Regions from separate parts of the Ovis aries genome. Here region 2 is linked to region 1. Evidence: chromatin contacts called from public Hi-C data. All regions are on one chromosome and are shown on one strand. Each heading gives the region's core, a stretch centred on a gene start, on an enhancer-like site or on the middle of the called end of the contact. The rest is flanking DNA. Distances are from core to core; before and after follow the strand shown.

What was found. Hi-C and Micro-C count contacts between places; a contact is called where the count stands out from the background.
Region 2: a Hi-C map of liver shows a contact between it and region 1, with 2.9 times the contacts expected there. The contact joins the enhancer-like site here to the promoter of FZD8 in region 1. A contact is called at or near these places in 2 of 16 Hi-C or Micro-C datasets (liver and mixed tissues).

The regions. Positions count from the first base shown.
Region 1 is chr13:26,151,981-26,157,112 of ARS-UI_Ramb_v3.0, reverse strand. FZD8 (frizzled class receptor 8) reads left to right here and starts at 2,014. Exons shown (of 1, transcript XM_027976634.2): 1 at 2,014-5,132. The coding sequence starts at 2,790. The coding sequence ends at 4,865.
Region 2 is chr13:26,341,915-26,347,046 of ARS-UI_Ramb_v3.0, reverse strand. No RefSeq gene overlaps it. Among named protein-coding and RNA genes, the nearest start is that of FZD8, 190 kb to the right of the region's middle. Within about 2 kb of position 2,861, at least 9 of the 54 cell types and tissues checked have an H3K27ac peak or open chromatin away from gene starts, as enhancers often do. A contact at or near this core is called in liver, where this site is marked.

The DNA.
Region 1 (5,132 bases), core at 765-3,264:
CTGGAGCATGGCTATCACTGAACAGGATTCCAGCAGGAGAGAGGTGACATTCTGTGTTCCACATGCCACAAAGGGAATTCCCATCAGGAGAAAGGAACGAAATTCATTTTTAAAAGACCAAGTAACAGTTGAGTCTTTGCATTTTTGAAAACTCGAGATCATTTTCTGCTGAATCAGCCAATCTTTCTGAAGCCTCAGAATTTCTGATTCCTATGCAGTTTAGCTTTTCTAAAACAAAAAATGCGAAGGAAGTGTTTTGTTTTGGTATAATAAAGAGATTCTAAACAGACCAGTTTAAAAGAAAAAAGACAATGGGGTTTTGACTACAGCCTAGTGGCTCTGCCTAGAATTCTTGGTGAAAATACCGAACTTGCCAAAAATTAGGGGTGGGGCTGGGGTGGGGGGGGTGGGAGATTCTATCTTTCTAATTAGAATGCGGTTGCTAAACTAAGCTAGAGAGAACAGAAGAGACATAGGGTCCTGCCATACACAGATGCTGCTAGTTATTTTTGTTTCACGACAAGAGTTGTTTGTAAACAGATAATTACCAACTACCACCACCACCGCATCCTCCTCCCCTCACTCCCAACCCAATAAAAAAGGCCTGGCCTCAAACGAGCTTTTAGCTCTACCTCTCCTTCGTATCCGTATCCTATCGTCCCCGTATCCTCAATAACTTTAGTTTTCTAGCCGGAGAGGGAGAAGGGAGAGGCGAGAGGAAAAGGAGGAGAGAGAGAGACAGACGTCTGCTGCCACCCTCCTGGCTAACTGAAATGCTTGTTCCCGAGATTACAGTAATTACAGCCCCAGCGTGAGTTCCATACAAGCGCTAAATGAAACAGCACATCAATTAAAAAATAAACACTCCATTCTCGGAGAAAGACAACCCCCTGGGACGTCCTAACAAGCGTAAATGAACCTGCCAGGCCTCCCGCCCCTCGGGCCCCTCCCCGTCTAAGGTAGCTACGAGCTGGCGGGGGCCTCGCTCCTTGGCCGCGTCCCCAGCCGCTCGGCCCCGGGAACACCGCGGAGACGTGTCCGCGCGTTCGCGCCAGGGCCCGGCGCCGCCTCCCACCGGGAGGAGGAGGCTCTGGCAAAAACATGTCAACTTTGGAGAGACGCACATACGTTCCAAAAGCGCGAGGCTAAGAGGGAGAATCCAGCCACAGAGTTTCCAGTCTGTCCTATAAGTTTTTCTTTCTCCCTTTCTATTTTTCTTTTTTAAAGAAGAAAGGGAATTATATCTCTTAAGGGAGCGCTTTAAATATGTCCGGATGCTTTATATATCTTATCTAGCCTAATTAGCAGAACCCCCTTTGAGATCTGAACCCCACTCTGCAGGTAAAGAAACTGACGCTGCCTCACGTCCCTCAGCTGAGGCAAGAGGAGACCCCTTTCTTCCCGCCCGCCCGGGTGCACACGCCTCTCGCGCCCGCGCCCTTGCGCTCCCGGGTACCTCTTCCCCGGCTGTCCCCTGTCCAGCCCCATCATCTAGAAATAAACTGCAGTCATGGCACTCCTCTCACATCGCCAAGCTTCCAAGACCATCGTTCTGACAATCCCAAGAAGGGCACCGCTTCCCCGTTCCCCCGCAAAGCCCCCGCGCACGCGTCGGCTGGCTGAGGGGCGCGGAGTCCCCTCGCCAGCAGGTTGCCCACATTCGGGGAGCGTAGGAAGCAGGGGCTTGACTAGTTCGAAACTGGCCTCTGAAAGCGCGCTGTATAAAGAATCCCTCAGTTCCCAAGCGCAGACTCGGGGTGAAGGAACCCCGACCTCAGCCCCACAGGGCGCCTCGGGGACGATCGTGGCAAAACCCGTCTCTGCGGTCAACCCCAAGGTTATCCAAACTCCAGCCGCAGACAGCTCGCACAGCCGAGGGGACAGCCGGGTCCGCCCCAGGAAGGCGGGGCCTGGGGAGCGCGCAGACTCCGCCCCGAGCCCGGGATTGGCGCGCCGGCCGCGGGCGGAGACCGAGTCCGCGCCGTATAAATATTCATGAGCCGGCCTGGGCGTAGCGGGGCCGGAGCGGGAAGTTGGCGAGGGACACTGCTCCCGCCGAGGAGGTGGCGGTGGCGGCGGCGGCGGCGGCGGCGGCGGCGGCGGCGGCGGTGGCGGGGCGCGGGCGCGCCGCTCAGGTGTCTGCTCCGCCTTCCGGCCTGGATTTGCCTCCGTGAGTTCAGCGAGAAGGGGACCACCGACACCTTGCCCCAGTGCCGGCAGGAGCGCGACTTCCACCGGAGGCGGGGCCCGTCATCCCGGCTGCTGACCGACGGACGGACGCCGGGGACTGAGGGCCGTGGCCTCGGTGGAGGCGGGCCTCTAACCCCGGCAGCAGCCGCGCGGCCCTGGGGGCGAGCATGAGCCCCGGGACGCCGAAAGGGGGCTGCAGGGGCTGACCCGGCTCTGAGCGGCCTGGCCCAGCCATCTTGACTGCGCACCGCGGCCCGAGAAGAAACTTGCTGCGCCTCCGCCCTCAGTGCCCGGCAGAGTCACCGGCGCGCGCGGAGAAAGAGACCGAGGGAGGGAGAGATGAGCTGGGGGCTGGCCGCTCTGTCCCGCGAGGGCTGAGCCCGGCGGGAGTGAGCGGGGCAGACGCTGGGACCACGGTGCCCTTCGGCGGCCACCCTCGTCTCCCGCAGCGCCGAGAGGAAGCATCCCGATAAGGGACTAGGCTATTGGCAGAACCCCTCCCGAGAGAGGCAGGAGAGAGCCCGGCGCTCTCGCAGGAGCCCCTGGCGCCCCTCCGCGCGCCGCCCGGAGGGCGAAGGCGAGGGGCCGAGGCGCGCAGCATGGAGTGGGGTTACCTGTTGGAAGTGACCTCTTTGCTGGCCGCCCTGGCGCTGCTGCAGCGCTCGAGCGGTGCGGCGGCCGCCTCAGCCAAGGAACTGGCGTGCCAGGAGATCACCGTGCCGCTGTGCAAGGGCATCGGCTACAACTACACCTATATGCCCAACCAGTTCAACCACGACACGCAGGACGAGGCGGGCCTGGAGGTGCACCAGTTCTGGCCGCTGGTGGAGATCCAGTGCTCGCCCGACCTCAAGTTCTTCCTGTGCAGCATGTACACGCCCATCTGCCTAGAGGACTACAAGAAGCCCCTGCCTCCCTGCCGCTCGGTGTGCGAGCGCGCCAAGGCCGGCTGCGCGCCCCTCATGCGCCAGTACGGCTTCGCCTGGCCTGACCGCATGCGCTGCGACCGGCTGCCCGAGCAGGGCAACCCCGACACGCTGTGCATGGACTACAACCGCACCGACCTCACCACGGCCGCGCCCAGCCCGCCGCGCCGCCCCCCGCCGCCGCCCCCCGGTGAGCAGCCGCCCTCCGGCAGCGGCCACGGCCGCCCACCCGGGGCCCGGCCCCCGTCCCGCGGCAGGGGCGGCGGCGGGGACGCGGCTGCGCCCCCTGCGCGCGGCGGCGGCGGTGGCGGCGGTGGCGGCGGCGGGAAGGCGCGGCCCCCTGGCGGCGGCGCGGCGCCCTGCGAGCCGGGATGCCAGTGCCGCGCGCCCATGGTGAGCGTGTCCAGCGAGCGGCACCCTCTCTACAACCGCGTCAAGACGGGCCAGATCGCCAACTGCGCGTTGCCTTGCCACAACCCGTTCTTCAGCCAGGACGAGCGCGCCTTCACCGTCTTCTGGATAGGCCTGTGGTCTGTACTATGCTTCGTGTCCACCTTCGCCACCGTCTCCACCTTCCTCATCGACATGGAGCGCTTCAAGTACCCGGAGCGGCCCATCATATTCCTCTCGGCCTGCTACCTTTTCGTGTCTGTCGGCTACCTGGTGCGCCTGGTGGCGGGCCACGAGAAGGTGGCGTGCAGCGGCGGCGCTGGGACTGCTGGCGGGGCCGGGGGCGCGGGGGGCGCGGCGGCAGGCGCGGGTGCGGCGGGAGCCGGCGCCGGGGGCCCGGGTGGGCGCGGCGAGTATGAGGAGCTGGGCGCCGTGGAGCAGCACGTGCGCTACGAGACCACTGGCCCGGCGCTGTGCACCGTGGTCTTCCTGCTCGTCTACTTCTTCGGCATGGCCAGCTCCATCTGGTGGGTGATCCTGTCGCTCACGTGGTTCCTGGCGGCGGGCATGAAATGGGGCAATGAGGCCATCGCCGGCTACTCGCAGTACTTCCACCTGGCCGCGTGGCTCGTGCCCAGCGTCAAGTCTATCGCCGTGCTGGCGCTCAGCTCGGTGGACGGCGACCCGGTGGCAGGCATCTGCTACGTAGGCAATCAGAGCCTGGACAACTTGCGCGGCTTCGTGCTGGCGCCGCTGGTCATCTACCTCTTCATCGGCACCATGTTCCTGCTGGCCGGCTTCGTGTCGCTCTTCCGCATCCGCTCGGTCATCAAGCAGCAGGGTGGCCCCACCAAGACGCACAAGCTGGAGAAGCTCATGATCCGCCTGGGCCTCTTCACCGTGCTCTACACCGTGCCCGCCGCCGTTGTGGTCGCCTGCCTCTTCTACGAGCAGCACAACCGCCCGCGCTGGGAGGCCACGCACAACTGCCCGTGCCTGCGGGATCTACAGCCCGACCAGGCGCGCCGGCCCGACTACGCGGTCTTCATGCTCAAGTACTTCATGTGCCTGGTAGTGGGCATCACCTCGGGCGTGTGGGTCTGGTCCGGCAAGACGCTCGAGTCGTGGCGCGCGCTGTGCACCCGCTGCTGCTGGGCCAGCAAGGGCGCGGGCGCGGCGGGCGCGGGTGCGGCGGGCGGCGGCCCGGGGGGCGGGGGTCCGGGGGCTGGCGGGGGCGGGGGACCGGGAGCCGGCGGGGCGGGCTCCCTCTACAGCGACGTCAGCACCGGCCTGACGTGGCGATCTGGCACGGCCAGCTCGGTGTCTTATCCAAAGCAGATGCCATTGTCCCAGGTCTGAGCGGAGGGGAGGGTGCGCCCGCGAGGTGTAGGGAGGGGGCGAGGGGACAGAGTGCTGCGGGGGGTGGGGGGCTGGGAGGAGGACACTCGAAAGCAAAGGTTTCCACCCCTTCACCGTGTTGATTGCTATTAGCATCATAATGAACTCTTAATGGTATCCATTAGCTGGGACTCACTTAGAACAAAGTACCTGGCATTGAAGGCTCCCAGACCCCACCCCCCTTTCCTCTACCGACGGGCGAGGAGTTTCTCCCGCCAGGCGTTCATT
Region 2 (5,132 bases), core at 1,612-4,111, 190 kb before region 1:
TGCTGCAGCTGAAGATCTTATGTGCTGCAGCTAAGACCCAACACAGATAAAAAAAAAATTAATTAATTTTTTTTGAAAAGCAAGAAGAGGACAATATTTTCACCACTAACTTGTAGGTTTGCTTTTCTTCTTTGGATTATATTTTAGAAAAATAAAAAAGCAATGCTTCTGGGTTGTAGCTGTGAGCTCTCATTATCTTGATCATCAGAAAGCACTCGTTAAGCCCTAATTGGGCCAGGTGCTTCAATTAGAGATGGCACCATCAAATGCAGAGTTGTAGGAAGCTTCTCATTGTACTCCTAATGGAAAGACACATATGTCTGAGAAGGGTTTAACTTCACATATTCGCAAGTATGTTCTTTCCCAGGGGATTTGTTTTGTGTGAGTCTCCAGATAGCAAGATGGAAGATGAGAGGAAAGAGAGGGGGGAGGGTAGAGCTGCTTGCTTGCAAACAGACACTGGTGTCTATCACTAAAATATAGATATGCACATATCTATATTCCCCTGAAATAAGTCCTCTAATGAAGGCATCTCCCCCTGGAGAGTAGCATATTTAATTAGAATGGATTTATGTATGCCTTGACTCACCAGGATAGCCTCCAGAGATGAATATCTTGTTATGGGAAAGCCCAAGAGGTGCAGCCGCCAATCTTCCCCCAGCAGAATCTGCACATTCCCAACTAACTGTAGGTACAGGGCGTTCTGCTTCTAATAAAGACACAGATCCTGAGTCACTGGCTTCTGCTCATTTTTGAAGAATAGCCCCTAAGAAGCTGAGTATCCCTCCTTTCACCATATTAGGTAAACCAACTTCTGTGGTCAATATTGAAGGTCCAAGAACTTACCCGGCTTGCCCCTTAACTGTTGTAATTAGCAAGAATGAGAGGCCTCATTTTTACCCAAATTCATATCATGTTGGATTTCTAAATGGAAAGCACACAAATCCTTTACATGGAAATATTTCTTTCTTTCCCCTATAACCAAAAAGTCCCTCTGATCATGCCTCATTTAGATCCAATTTTTTGTTGTTGTTAACATATTCTAGAAAACAAAAGTTTTCTTTAAAATAAGGTTTCTGCATTTCAGATTATTGCATAAAAAGGAGAAATAATGATTTGAAAAGGATGATATTTTATACAGTTTCAGTTTTTAAAACTCAAAACAGTGGATAAAGATTCTAATATATTAAATAATGGAAGTGAATACTGGAATATTAAAATATCTTATGTTTGCACAGCCCCTCTAAACTGACAAAAATCTTGGGAATCTTTCCAACAGCTCCTTTGAGGAGGGCCAGGGATGTATTACCATCACTCACATTTCACCAGCAAATCATAACTTCCTCTGTTGATTTCAAAACTATGAAATAGAGACTGCAGGTCTAAATCATAAAAATTTTAGGTTGAATTGTAGATTGTGTTAAACTAAAATGTGGCGGAAATGGCCATTTATACAGGCATCTCTCAATCTAGCTATTCTGGTCATTGTTGTTGACTAGTTACTTCTAACCCACAATTTATTCAGTCAATACTAGTCTAGTGTTCATTTAAAAGGGACCACGTGGCCATGTGAGAAATGCCTGGGGTCTTGATACAAATGGATTTATCTAAAAAACAGACTCACAGGCTTCAGAAACAAACTTAAGGTTACCAAAGAGGAAAAGGAGAGGGAGGGATAAATTAGGAGTTTGGGATTAACATATATACCCTACTATATATAAAATACTCAATAAGCACATACTGTATAGCACAGGGGACTCTACTCAATATTCTGTGACAACCTACATGGGAAAAGTATCTGAAAATGAATGGATATATGCATGACTGAATCACTTTGCTGTGTGCCTGAAACTAACACAACATTGTAGTCAACTATACACTAAGATAAAATTTAAAAAAATTTTAAAAACAGATGTACAACGAATCTTTTACAAAAGCAAAAATGATAAAAATTAAAAGGAACCACATGGCCATGTGAGAAGTTCTTGGGGTGTTGGGTCACCCCTCTTGTCCAGCACATGTAATCCATAATAATCTTTTGGTAACTGACCTATTTAGCTGAAACATTCTATATAAAAGGAAGTTCAGCAGAATGATTCCCATCTCTTATTGTACCCCACACACTCAGCTATCCCAATGATCATTTGCAATTCTGGTAAGGTTGTAGAAAACTGCTTTATCGGGAGACTTAACAAATAAACAGAAAGAAAGTTTCCAAGCTTTAACAAAAAGACACAGGCGAAGAACACCGACTGAAGTAAGGAATAGGGTGCTCCAGAGGAGAAGGGAACCAGAGTAGCCAACGCCCTCCCAGAGTTCATTATGCCTCTCAAGCTGCTAGGAGGAAAGTTAATTTTTAAATGCTTTGAGGTGATTAAGAAGCTGGGCATCACTCTAAATGTAAATAAGTCCCGTTTCATTTCCTGGAAGCTGACTCTGATTGGGGCAGTCACCAGCTACTTAGCCTGCTGATAAATTTCAGATCCATAGTCTGGTTCATAATTAACCCTGTCTTCTTATGAAGTCAAAGCTTAGCACACTCATTTGTAAATACAAGCACAGCCAGAGACCTCAGTGCTCGACAGTTTCACTGGGGAAAAGTTGGTTTATCACAGAAAGCCATATTAAGACCTGAAAGACTTCTTGCGTTGGCGATGGAGTGCTGACCAAATATTTGGTGGAAGGTGGTGTCATTTCCTTCAGCCAACAAATCTGAAAAGTCGTTTGAAAGACCATCCTAGAGATGGAGTTTGGGTCCTTTTTGGATATCAGGATTTCAGTCCCTTCAACTTACAGCCTCTGGAAGGAGCCCAGTGAATTATTTATTTCCCACTCACTTGCTCTTTCTCTCTGTGTAGGCTCTATTCATTCCTCTATCTTATCGTAATGAGCCAGGTCACCGCTGAACTGAACTTAAATCACAACCGCTTGGCAGTGCCTGTTTTACAGGCCTGGATGGCCTACTTTATATTGTTTGTACTGAGCTGATGTCGGTGCGCTGGTGTAAGATTGTAGGACTGCTTTACCCTGGGGACCCTCATAAAAGTGAGTGGGCTGGCTCATAAAACTGTCCCACTGTGCAAAACTGTAAATAGTTTCCTCAGGGGCACGACAAGTCCAAGGCTGCAAAAAGGGCATAACCTCGGTGCCAGAGACCGGAACTGTCCTGCTAGGATTTGGACCTCCGCAACCCGGCAGGGTCCTGTTTATCCTGGGAATTGTAGCACCGATTGTTTTATCCATGTTTTGCAACTCAACACCATTTCCTCACTCATAGTTCCCTTCTGTTTCCTCTTTGCCACTGTTTGCAGACACAGGAAAAGGCCAGTGGGCTCACATGAGGACAAGGTCCCTGCTGGAGCTCGGTCATGTTGACGAGCCAAGTGATGATCCATCATTGTCACTGTGTTTACATGAGGGATTAAATAAATAAACAGTCTTGGTACAGCTGCTGTTTTTACTATCTGCTTTCAAAATTCAGAATGGTGCTCCAGATTAGTTAGACTCTGACCCAGTAGATTGAGCAGAAATGACTTGGGGGAGGACTCTGTGTGATATTGTTTGTAAGCCTTCCACTCCCGCACACTGGGACATCCCGAGTTACAGGAAATATTGTCTTCAGCCGGCCACTGGGAACAACAAGCACCTCAATTCAAAACAGCTTCCTCCTCTGAAGCACTGAGGGAAGACTAAAAACTGAGATGCTATCACAGATACAGATTCAGTACAGGAGAAGCAGCACTGTGGCCTCCTGGCTCTTTTACTGATGGGTACAGTACAAGCCAGCTGCAAATTGGTAGCAATCTCACATTTCATCTTTCCTAAAGCAACTGGAACCACTGGGATGGGGACACACGCGAGGACTATATCTGCATTTCTCAATATAGGGGCCTCGCTAATACCATCGGGGAACTTGTTAGAAATGCAAATTATCAGCCTTAAGAATCAGAGACTTTAGGAGTGGGGCCCAGAAAATTGTGCTTAAAAAAGCCCTTCTGGTCATTTCAGTGGAGCTAACATTTGAGAACCAGTGGCCTAGAAAGAGGAAACACAGATCACAGCTCGAGTCTGTCATCAAGCTGCTGTGTGCAAAGCCAGGCTCTGCTGCCTGAGGACGAGTTATTTATGTCCCTTAAACCCCAAATTGCATCTGGAAAACAGGGAGGAATAAGCTATCAGGACCTTTCAGTGAATGTATTCAGCCTATTAGCATAGGGCCTGCTAGTAGAAGAGTAAATACTAGCTCGCACTGTTTTAAAGCACTAGAACTGGAACAAAGTATGTGCCTAGTATCTGAAATGCACAAATGAATCCATGAGTAAATGACAGGATGACAGATGCTCAACTTGTGCAGAGAAGGAAAATGCTGACAAAAATGCATCACTGGACCTCTGCTTGCAGAGCGCAGACAAAAAGAAAATTACACATACTCTTCTCGGAGACCTTGTGAACATCAAATGCATTTAACAAGTGGGAAAGGGAGGAAGAGAGAGAGAAGAAAAATGTAAAAGGAGGGAATGGGAAAGCCAGGAATTGGAGTTACTTGCTTTCCTGCATTGTATTAGATCTTTGACTCTGAGCATCTATTTCCTCCAAGTGGTTCACCCCAGAGCCTAAAGTTTCTGCTGCCTCGAGGGTCTTTGTCCTCTTCCCCTTCACCCATGTCCCTTCAGTTTAAGACCCCTTTTTCCTGATGAAGGAGTTATTTTTGTTTCCCCTAATTCTGCTGCTTGCAAAGGATGAGGGCTGAGCGAGGAATGCAGGAGTGGGGGGTTCTGAGAATACTAGGAGGTGGCATCCCGGAGCTAAAGGGGAGAACCAGAAGACGTCAGCTCGTGGGGTCATCACCGTGAGCATCTGCTCATGGGATCATAGCGATCGTCTGATCATGGCCTGAGAAAACAATTTCTAAACCAACCCAGGTGTGAAGATAGATCTGGTGAGAAAATGCAAGCCACTTGCTGGAAATCTCTGTGAAAAACCAACGGAATCCGATAGCTCTGCTGCCTTCAGTTTGCTGTGAGAAAAGTCTGCAGTGACTTGATAGATTGAGAAAGGATTTCCCTATGCATGAGGTCATGAATCAACTACAAACCCAAACGGAGACTAAGGGAGACTGTCTGTCATTCAAG